Regions from separate parts of the Sus scrofa genome. Here region 2 is linked to region 1. Evidence: chromatin contacts called from public HiChIP or PLAC-seq data. All regions are on one chromosome and are shown on one strand. Each heading gives the region's core, a stretch centred on a gene start, on an enhancer-like site or on the middle of the called end of the contact. The rest is flanking DNA. Distances are from core to core; before and after follow the strand shown.

Region 1 (4,361 bases), core at 723-3,222:
TCCTTGTGGCACAGCGGGGTAAGTATCTGACATTGTCACTGTGCCATGAGTTCAATCCCTGGCCTGGGAACTTCCACATTCCACAGGCACAGCCAAAAAAGACTGGCAATCTCAGAAATTCTAAGGGGCCTAGGGCTCTCTCCGTCCTGAAGCCTCTGCCACCTGAACTGCTTTCACACCCTGGAACACTCATCTGCCCCGGGCTCTCTAATCACGGTGGCCAGTGGTCACTGCTGCCCAGAATGTCTGCTCACTTCCTCTCACACCTGCCCATCCTGTGACCTCAGCCTGAAGTCAGTCAGTCTCACCCTTCTGACTCACCTGGGCCCCTCTGGGTTGGTGGGGAGCCCAGTACCGCTCTTCCTCCCCTGTGAGCTCCGGGTGCCGGGGCTTGTTTGTGACCCGGCCGGTTCATTATAAGATCCTGGCCCGCTAGACACTAGACCAGGGGCTTTCCATCACTGGGTTACTGTGACTCGGGCATAATAGCCTGTCACTTCTCTGAGCCTCAGTTTTCTTACTGGTAAAAGGGGTTAATACCCTTGCTTACCACTCAGGGCTTGCTGCGGGGGGTCACATAGCCACTGTGGCAGCAGTGAGAGGGTGACGACTTGAGCATCTCAGAGGTGATGAGTGACCTGAGAGCAGCTCTGGGAAGATCTGGGGGAGAACCACAAGTGCAAAGGCCCTGCTGTGGAAAAGAACCTGTGTGAAGAGGAGGCAAGAGGGCCCGATGAGTCTGAAGCAGATGAATGCGGGGAGAGTGGAGGAGAAGAGCCCGCCGGGCGAGGTGAGCCAAGAGCAGGGTTTGGATGTTATTTCGACCTAAGGAAATCATTTGTTCTCACGTTCCCCTCTTCGGCAACATCACCCACACCTAGTGGTCCAGAGATGCACAGAGGTCTCCAGGTGTGAAAGATGGGTGCAGGTGGGGAGCGAAGAGGCCCTGGGGCTTTTCCTGGAAACAGGTTCCTCCTTCTGCCAGGAAGTGGAGATAACAGGTGATATCAGTGCAGTCTGAGGGGCGAGGCTGCCAGGGCAAATTAGTGTGCGAGATAGTCTGTGAGATAATGGATGTGAGCCCCTTTGGCAAATGCGTGGAGATTAGCTGGCAAGCCGTGCTCGGCATGGTAGCAAGATCGCTAGGGCCTGCGTCAGGTCTGGAGCATCAGTGGCTCTCCGGGTGAGATGTTGGCTCAGCAGGTGTGGAGAGGTCTAGCTTCAGGGCCCCACTCAGCCCTGACACATCCACCCTCAAGGCCTCGATACCTGCCATTTAACCAGGGCAATCCCCTCTTCCCGGTTGCCTGGGATTGTTCCAGAAACCCTCAGTCCTGGGCAAACCAGGACAGTTGTCCCCTACTTATTACCCATATTCACTAGATAAAGAAACGAGATCACAGCGGCTGGCAGTCAATATTTGCCTGGATTTTGTGGCTGGGGTTTTTTCATGACAAAGTATTTGAAATAGTGACACATGCCTGTGAAATAACTGATTCATACCCTGGTGACCAGGCAGGTTAAGGATCTGACATCGTCCCTGCTGTGGCTCAGGTCACTTCACTGCTGTAGTGCAGTTTCAATCCCTGGCTTAGAAACTTCCACCTGCTGATGAGCTGGAAAAAAAAGTAAATGGAGTTCCTGCTGTGGTGCAAAGCAATAGGTGGGGTCTCTGGGTCTCTGGATCCCCGGTGCTGCACAGTGGCTTAAGGACCTGGAGTTGCTGCAATCGTGGCTCAGATCTGATCCCTAGCCAGGGAACTCCATCTGCCACGGGCTGGCTGAAAAAAAGAAAAAAAGTAATGACATTAATAGTTGCAAGTGTTTAAAAATGATTTTTAAGACACAGGAAATGCGTGTCGTAAAAGATCCTTCCTCCTCCTGCCAGGCTGCCACCCAGGTCCCCTCCTCAGAGACAACCCTCCCCCACCCCGGACTAGTTTCTAGTTCTCCCTCCAAGGGTTGTTTCTAAGAAATACCCACACATCGCTTCCTCTTTATGCGCAAACTATTATCATATTGTGTGTGCTATTCTGGGCCTTGCTGTTTACCACTTGATGTCTCTCTCTTGCACTCTCTCTCTTTTTTTTTTTTTTTGGCCACTCCTGTGCCATGTGGAAGTTCTGGGGCCCAGGACTGAACTGGCACAGCAGTGATCCCAGCTGCTGCGGTGACAATGCCAGGTCCTTAACCAGCTGTGCCACATGAGAACTCCACTCCATCTGATTCCACACCCATTACCTATAGAACTTTCTCCTTTTTGACAGGGGGCTAATCTGACTGCACTATAAGGTATTAACTGGTCCCCACGTGGACCTTGGCTCCAGTGCAGGAGTGTCCAATACCACTTGGGGATGCTAAAGGGACACCTATGTAGGTGAGCCTCCTGCACAGAGACTTGCACACAGCAGGTGCTCAGCAGATTGGAATAAAAAGGATTTATCTAGCTTTTCTTGGAGCTCTCAGCCCTGGGCCACACCCAACTTCCCTTGAAAGCCTTTTGTGTCCTAGGATGATGACTTTGATTCCTTCACAGAGGGCCTTCTGAGTCAGGCCCAAGGTTGAATCACTGTGTGTGTTCAGGCAGGTGAGAGACACTCAAGAGGTTTTATTTTTTAAATCAAGGATAAGGAAGGAGGTTGAGCCTGGTTTTGTTCATTGAACTTTCCATGGACAATGTCTTCTTCCTGTTTGAGATTAACGCTGATTGATCCACTCACCGAATGATGATCTAATCGAGGGGGCAGTTAGCCTAACATACAGTTTTTAGTGATTAGGAAGTTCATCAACTCAGTGACCAAAGGACACACAGGGCTCATTCGGGACACAGAGAAAAAATAAACGGCTTTGGAGTATGGAAAATTGCTCCACCCAAGCATGTAAATGCAGATTGTAACTAGAAGCTCTCACTTTCCCTTATCAGATGGGAAAAGATAAAATTTGAGGAGTTCCCATTATGGCTCAGGGGTTAACGAACTGAGACTAGGATCCACGAGGACACAGTTCTTCGGGTTCTTCCATCCCCAGCCTCGCTCAGTGGGTTAAGGATCCAGAGCTGGTGTTGCCGTGAGCTATGGTGTAGGTCACAGATGAGGCCTGAGCAGCTGCAGTTCCAATTCAACCCCTAGCCTGGGAACCTCCATATGCCTCAGGTGCAGCCCTAAAAAGACGAGAGACCAAAAAAAAAAAAAAAGACAAAATTTGACAATACCGTACTTCCACCAGGTTTTGAGAAAAGTCCCCCATCTCCCTGTTGGTGGAAGAATGATTTACTTTAACCTCGTTAGAGGGCATTTGCTAACACTTTTTGTAACATAATTTTTGGGTGCAATTATGTGTGCAATACAAGAGAGTCACTGAAATTGCCACCTTGTTTGTAACAGCAAAAAATTGTATTCTAGGAGTTCCCGTCGTAGCTCAGTGGTTAACGAATCTGACTAGGAACCATGAGGTTACGGATTTGATCCCTGCCCTCGCTCAGTGGGTTAAGGATCCGGCGTTGCTGTGAGCTGTGGTGTAGGTCACAGATGCGGCTCGGATCCCATGTTGCTGGGGCTCTGGTGTAGGCCAGTGGCTACAGCTCCAATTACACCCCTGGCCTGGGAATCTCCATATGCCGTGGGAAGCGGCCCTAGAAAAGGCAAAAAGACCAAAAAAAAAAAAAAAATTGTATTCTAATCTAAATGCCTATCACAAGTCCTCTTGTTAGATAAATTGTGTGATTGTGGTATAATCCATACAATGAGAAAGTGTGCCATTCTGCAACAGATGAAGGGAGCCACATGACATGATGGAGCAACTTTCAAGGTACACAATATAGTTACTTGGGAGGAAAGACTAGCTTGTGGGCTCCCACTTATGTTACTTAAAGAAGGGGTGTACAGATTCATGCACATATGTATGTCTTTCCTTGTCTCTATAAAGACCATCTCTGGACGGTCATACAAGGAACTGGTAAAAATGTGACTGGTATAAATAAACCACAATTTTTTTTTTTTTTTGTCTTTTTTTTAGGGCCGCACCTGCAGCACATGGAGGTTCCCAGGCTAGGGGTCTAATCCAAGCTGTTGCTGCTGGCCTACGCCAGAGCCACAGCAACGCCAGATCCAAGCTTCGTCTGCGACCTACACCACAGCTCACCACAACGCCGGATCCTTAACCCACTGAGCAAAGCCAGGGATTGAACCTGCAAACCTCACGGTTCCTAGTCAGATTCGTTTCCGCTGTGCCACGACGGCAACTCCATAAAACACATTTTTAGTTATTGTTCTTACTTTTAGTGGGGATGGACACTTGTTGAAAGTGCAGACTTTTATTCAAATTTATCTTCCTTTCAGAGGCCTTTCGTGGCCAAAGTAGAT
Region 2 (4,937 bases), core at 1,377-3,876, 110 kb after region 1:
TGAAGGATTAGAGGCCAGGTTAGGATGTGTTACTATGAACATCTCAGGATAGAAAGCCAGAAGCATTTGCTTAGAGCAAATACTGTCAAGACAGAACAGGTTACCGAACTTCTTAGAGGCTGAGATAGGTGGGAAATGGAAGGAATGTTAAATGATTTAAGGCAGCACATATTAATTTGTGTGATTGTGGCAGTGGTTCCCATTTTTACAAAAAAACATTAAAATAAGTGGTCTTTGAGTTCCCTGGTGATGTAGCAGGTTAAGGATCTAGCATCCTCACTGCTGTGGCCTGGGTTTGATCCCTGGCCTGGGAACTTCTGCATGCCCCGAGGGAGTGCCCCCCCCCAAAAAAGAGAGAAATAAAAAAACTGTTTCTAATATTTCTCCATTAACCCCCACCCCAAACTAGCCTTTGTGGTAGGCTTTAGATAAATATTTGCTGAAAAATTTAAAAATTGAGCAAAGGATAAAAAGGTATGCACACTCTATTTTAAAGACGATTAACACAAAGTCGACCCATGCTTCCTTGTATGTGTGTACTCACATAAATGATTTTTAGATGCCAAGGAAGTAGAAACACAAACGTAAGGAAAGTTAGTGGACCACTCTCTCTGAAACAGGCTGTTCAGAGTAATGGCAAAGCTCTCTCCCACAAATAAGAATCACAGCATACATACTTAGGAGAAAATTCTATAATCTCTCAGCAGGGGATTGACAGCACAGACCTAGGATCAAGTCCTTGGCTCCGCAACTTTCTAGCAATCTAGCTGAGTGACCGTGCAAATTACCCTGACGTCAGCATAACAGGGGTCCCAATACGCCCTGCCTCTGCAGGCGGCGGCGAGGAAGAATAAATGAGGTAAAACCTGCTGAGCACTTTGTGGAACAGCTGGCACAGGGACTAAATCACCTTCTCTGGCACACTGTATTAACCACCATAAAATAAAACCCCCAAACGCCTCACCTGACCTCATATCCCCTTCTAGCTACCATCTCATTTCTTTGTTCCTTTTTAGCAAAACAACTTAAAAGGGCTGTCCAGACCCCGTGTCTGCAATTCTTCACCCTACTTGCACCCACTCCAATCAGGCTTTTCTAGCTAGTCACTCACCCAAAGTGTTCTCGCCAAGGGCACCAGGCAGCACTCACTAGCCAAATCCTGTGGTCAGTTCTCAGTCCCCGCCCCAAGTCCCTGGAGCTCTCAGCTGCACCTGGCAACTCCCTCCTTCTTCCCCCAGCCTCAGCTTCACTTCCTTCCTCACTGGCTAAGAGGCCTCACCTCCTTGACCTCCAAACACTGGTTTGCCGGGCTTTGGGGCACAGCCCACTAACCCCTGCTTTTCTGCCCTACTCAAGTGATTTTATCCAGATCAAGGAAGCTAATAACTCTCTAATTTATATTTCCAATTAACAGCCTCCTAGACATCTCCACGTAGATGCCTAATAGGCCTCTCCAACTTAAAATAATTCCCAAGAAAAGTCCCTTGCACGCCTCAAAAAACAAAAACTACTATGTACTCCTGAATCTCAGTATATGGCACAGATTTCTCTGGCTAGAAATTCTGGAGTCATGATACGAAATCTTCCCCTCACAGCCCATATCGAACCTATTTCCAAATACATCCCCCAGATGATCATTTTCACTGTTCCCACTGTGACCACTGCAGAGCAGGCCACCTCAGCTTCCTGTTTTCTTGGTCTACCTACAGTCTATTCTCTGCAGTGAGCCTTTTACTGGTAAGTTTAGATCCCATCACTCCCCTTTCTCAAAGCCCTCCACTGGCTCGCCCTTACAACTAGCATCCAGACTCCTTGCCTTCCCCACAGACCCCCACCTGCTTCCCAGCACCCTGTCCTGTCACCTTCCCCCTTGCTTGCTCACCCTCCTTCAGCCATACCATCCTTCTTGAAGTTCCTGAATAGGCAACCTGAGTTGGCCTTTCGTGCTCTGCTGTTCCTTCGCCCCAGAATTTTAGGTCCCAGCTCTGGGAATGGCTGGCTGGCTCCCTTATTCTTCATCTAAATTCCCATTCCCTTATCTTACTTTATTTTTCTTCACAGCATCATTACCACTTGACATTTTAAATGTACAGTATTCATTTCCACTTCATTAATTGTTTATTGTCTGTCTCTCCCATCTGAATATGAGAGTAAAATTTCGCTGCTTTGTTCACTGCTGAATTTCCAACACGTCAAAGAGTGCTTTGCCAGAGCATGCATTCAAATGCTTGCTGAATGAATGAATGGGTGGCTGGGTGTCAGCCAGGGTTATTATTCCAGTATGAACAATGCTCAATGTCACAAAATTCTAACTCTGGTCTATTTCTGGGAATACAGCAAGGAAACATTCATAGAACTATTAAAGGAGAGTTCTAAAATGATGATGTTATCAAAGGGGTTTAGTATGGATTTTAAATAGCCCAAGAAAAGCTATACATTAAATTTTGAATACAATGATCTTAAGAAGAAACACAAATCTTCAATAAGGAGCTGAGCAGTCAGGCTGCAGAGGTACTGGTACTCTTAGAGCTCCCCCTCACCCCCAAGTTCCTTTACCCTCACACAATGTCTGTTCTGGACCTTCTCTTTTTCTTTAAATTTCATTTTCTTTTTGTTGTCTGACTCACTCTTGGAGCTTCTCAAGTTAGAGTCATGACTCATTCAATCCTTTCTCCCCAGAACCCAGTATGCTTCTTGGTATGTAATGATCCTCAATAAATGTTTCTGATTGAAGAAAAGGCAGTATCTCTTCCTTTTTCACCGTAAACTCTAATATGCTCTACTGCGGCCAAGATATTGGACACTGATACCATATAACTGAGGTACCTAAGGTTTTTTATTTTGACATAATTAAAATTTGGTAAGTAGTTTTATTTTTTAATGAAGTGTGATCAAGACTTTTAGGGAAATATGGGAATTCTGGCTTAGTGGTTAACGAACCCGACTAGTATCCATGAGGATGTGGGTTCAATCCCTGGCCTTGCTCTGTGGGGTAAGGATCCGGCATTGCTATGAGCTATGGTGTAGGTCGCAGACTTGGCTGGGATCCCAAGTTGCTGTGGCTGTGGCGTAGGCCGGCTACAGCTCTGATTCAACCCCTAGCCTGGGAACCTCCACATGCCGCAGGTATGGCCCTAAAAAGACAGACAGACAGACAGACACACACTTTTAGGGAAACTTACTTTAAGAGAAATAAATGAGGGGATCCCGTCGTGGCTCAGTGGTTAACGAATCTGATTAGCAACCATGAGGTTGTGGGTTTGTATCCCTGGCCTTGCTCAGTGGTTATCTGGCGTTGCTGTGAGCTGTGGTGTAGGTCGCAGATGCAGCTTGGATCCCGCGTTGCTGTGGCTGTGGCATGATGTTATCAAAGGGGTTTACAGCTCTGACTGGACCCCTAGCCTGGGAAACTCCATATGCCACAGGAGCGGCCCAAGAAATGGCAAAAAGACAAAATAAATAAATAAATAAATAAAAGAAAGAAATGAGGGAAAACCGGTTTTCCCCCCAAAGCACACAAGTCAAGGATTCTTTTTCTTTCTTTTCTTTTTTTTGTTTTTTGTTTCTTAGGGCTGCACCCGAAGCGTATGGAGGTTCCCAGGCCAGGGATCAAACTGGAGCTGCAGCTGCTGGCTACAGCCACAGCCACGCGAGATCCAAGCCACTTCTGCAATCCACCTCACAGCTCACAGCAATGCCAGATCCCTGACCACTAAGCAGGGCCAGGGATCAAACCTGCATCCTTCTGGATATTAGATTCATTTCTGCTGCACCACAACAGGAACTCCAAGTCAAGAATTCTTCACTACAAACTGATCTGTTTCATAAAAATATATTTGAGAGCATGTCACTGATATTCCAACCATTTAGAAACTGCATACAAAGTTAAGGCACCTTATTTTCTAACAAGCAAGCGCATCTAACTCCAACTGGACTGACCATACCCTTGTTCTAGAATTTCGGGGGCTAGCCTAGGGACGTAAATTCAAACATTGGTGGAATTCAGGAATCCTGTACACCTTGTGAGTCTATCAGCTACACGGAGGACTTCATCCCATCCCAAGGGAGGAGAATTAGCTCAAAATCATGACACGTTAAACAAAAGATTTCAGTGAACATATTAAAAATTAGGAGTTCCCGTCATGGTTCAATGGTTAATGAATTCGACTAGGAACCATGAGGTTGCAGGTTGGATCCCTGGCCTTGCTCAGTGGGTTAAGGATCCAGCATTGCTGTGAGCTGTGGTATAGGTCTCAGACTCGGCTCGGATCCCACGTTGCTGTGGCTCTCGCGTAGGCTGGTGGCTACAGCTCTGATTTGACCTCTAGCCTGGGAACCTCCATATGCCACGGGAGCGGCCCAAGAAACAGCAAAAAGTCAAAAAGCTGGAAAAAAAAAAAATTAAACCCGTGTATGTCAAAAACCAAGAACGAATCAGAAAAACTCAGTATTACTCTTTAATGTTTTCTTCCCAGGGTGACTCAACCTAAATTTTAGGAATCCTAAAATTTCTGTGTTAACCTGACACCTAAAAGGTGGAGAAACAGCTTCAAGAGACAATATTAATACAGAGGATGTAAAAATGGACTCTTGTTAACAAACTGTAACTATCAAAAAGTTAACTATGCAAATGTTAAGATAACTTTATCAAGGTGCTAAAATAACACAGTAATCCAAGATATTTTAAAAAAGAAAGCATTGGTTCCTGTTACTTCAGAATTCTTTTCAGAAGGATTTTTCCTGGATCTGTGTCAATATCAAAAGTCAGCCAGTTATTCTCTTGGCTAAATATAAACTGAAAAGTCAGCAGCTGCAGGATATTATAAAGAAAATATGACAACCAGGTTGAAAAAGCATGAATATTTGATAGGGTTTTACACCATGCCCTAGTAAAACATTTAATGCAGTAATTTGAAACACAGCAACACATTAAAATA

What was found. HiChIP or PLAC-seq counts read pairs in DNA pulled down with a chosen protein or histone mark.
Region 2: an H3K27ac HiChIP or PLAC-seq map of alveolar macrophages shows a contact between it and region 1. The contact joins two enhancer-like sites. A contact is called at or near these places in 1 of 5 promoter capture datasets (fetal skeletal muscle) and 2 of 2 datasets of contacts at active chromatin or transcription factors (alveolar macrophages and skeletal muscle).

Annotation. Positions count from the first base shown.
Region 1 is chr17:51,538,044-51,542,404 of Sscrofa11.1, forward strand. No RefSeq gene overlaps it. Among named protein-coding and RNA genes, the nearest start is that of SNAI1, 6.2 kb to the right of the region's middle. Within about 2 kb of position 1,973, at least 14 of the 83 cell types and tissues checked have an H3K27ac peak or open chromatin away from gene starts, as enhancers often do. A contact at or near this core is called in alveolar macrophages, where this site is marked.
Region 2 is chr17:51,652,350-51,657,286 of Sscrofa11.1, forward strand. The region is part of intron 1 of UBE2V1 (ubiquitin conjugating enzyme E2 V1); the gene reads right to left. Among named protein-coding and RNA genes, the nearest start is that of UBE2V1, 9.7 kb to the right of the region's middle. Within about 2 kb of position 2,627, at least 12 of the 83 cell types and tissues checked have an H3K27ac peak or open chromatin away from gene starts, as enhancers often do. A contact at or near this core is called in alveolar macrophages, where this site is marked.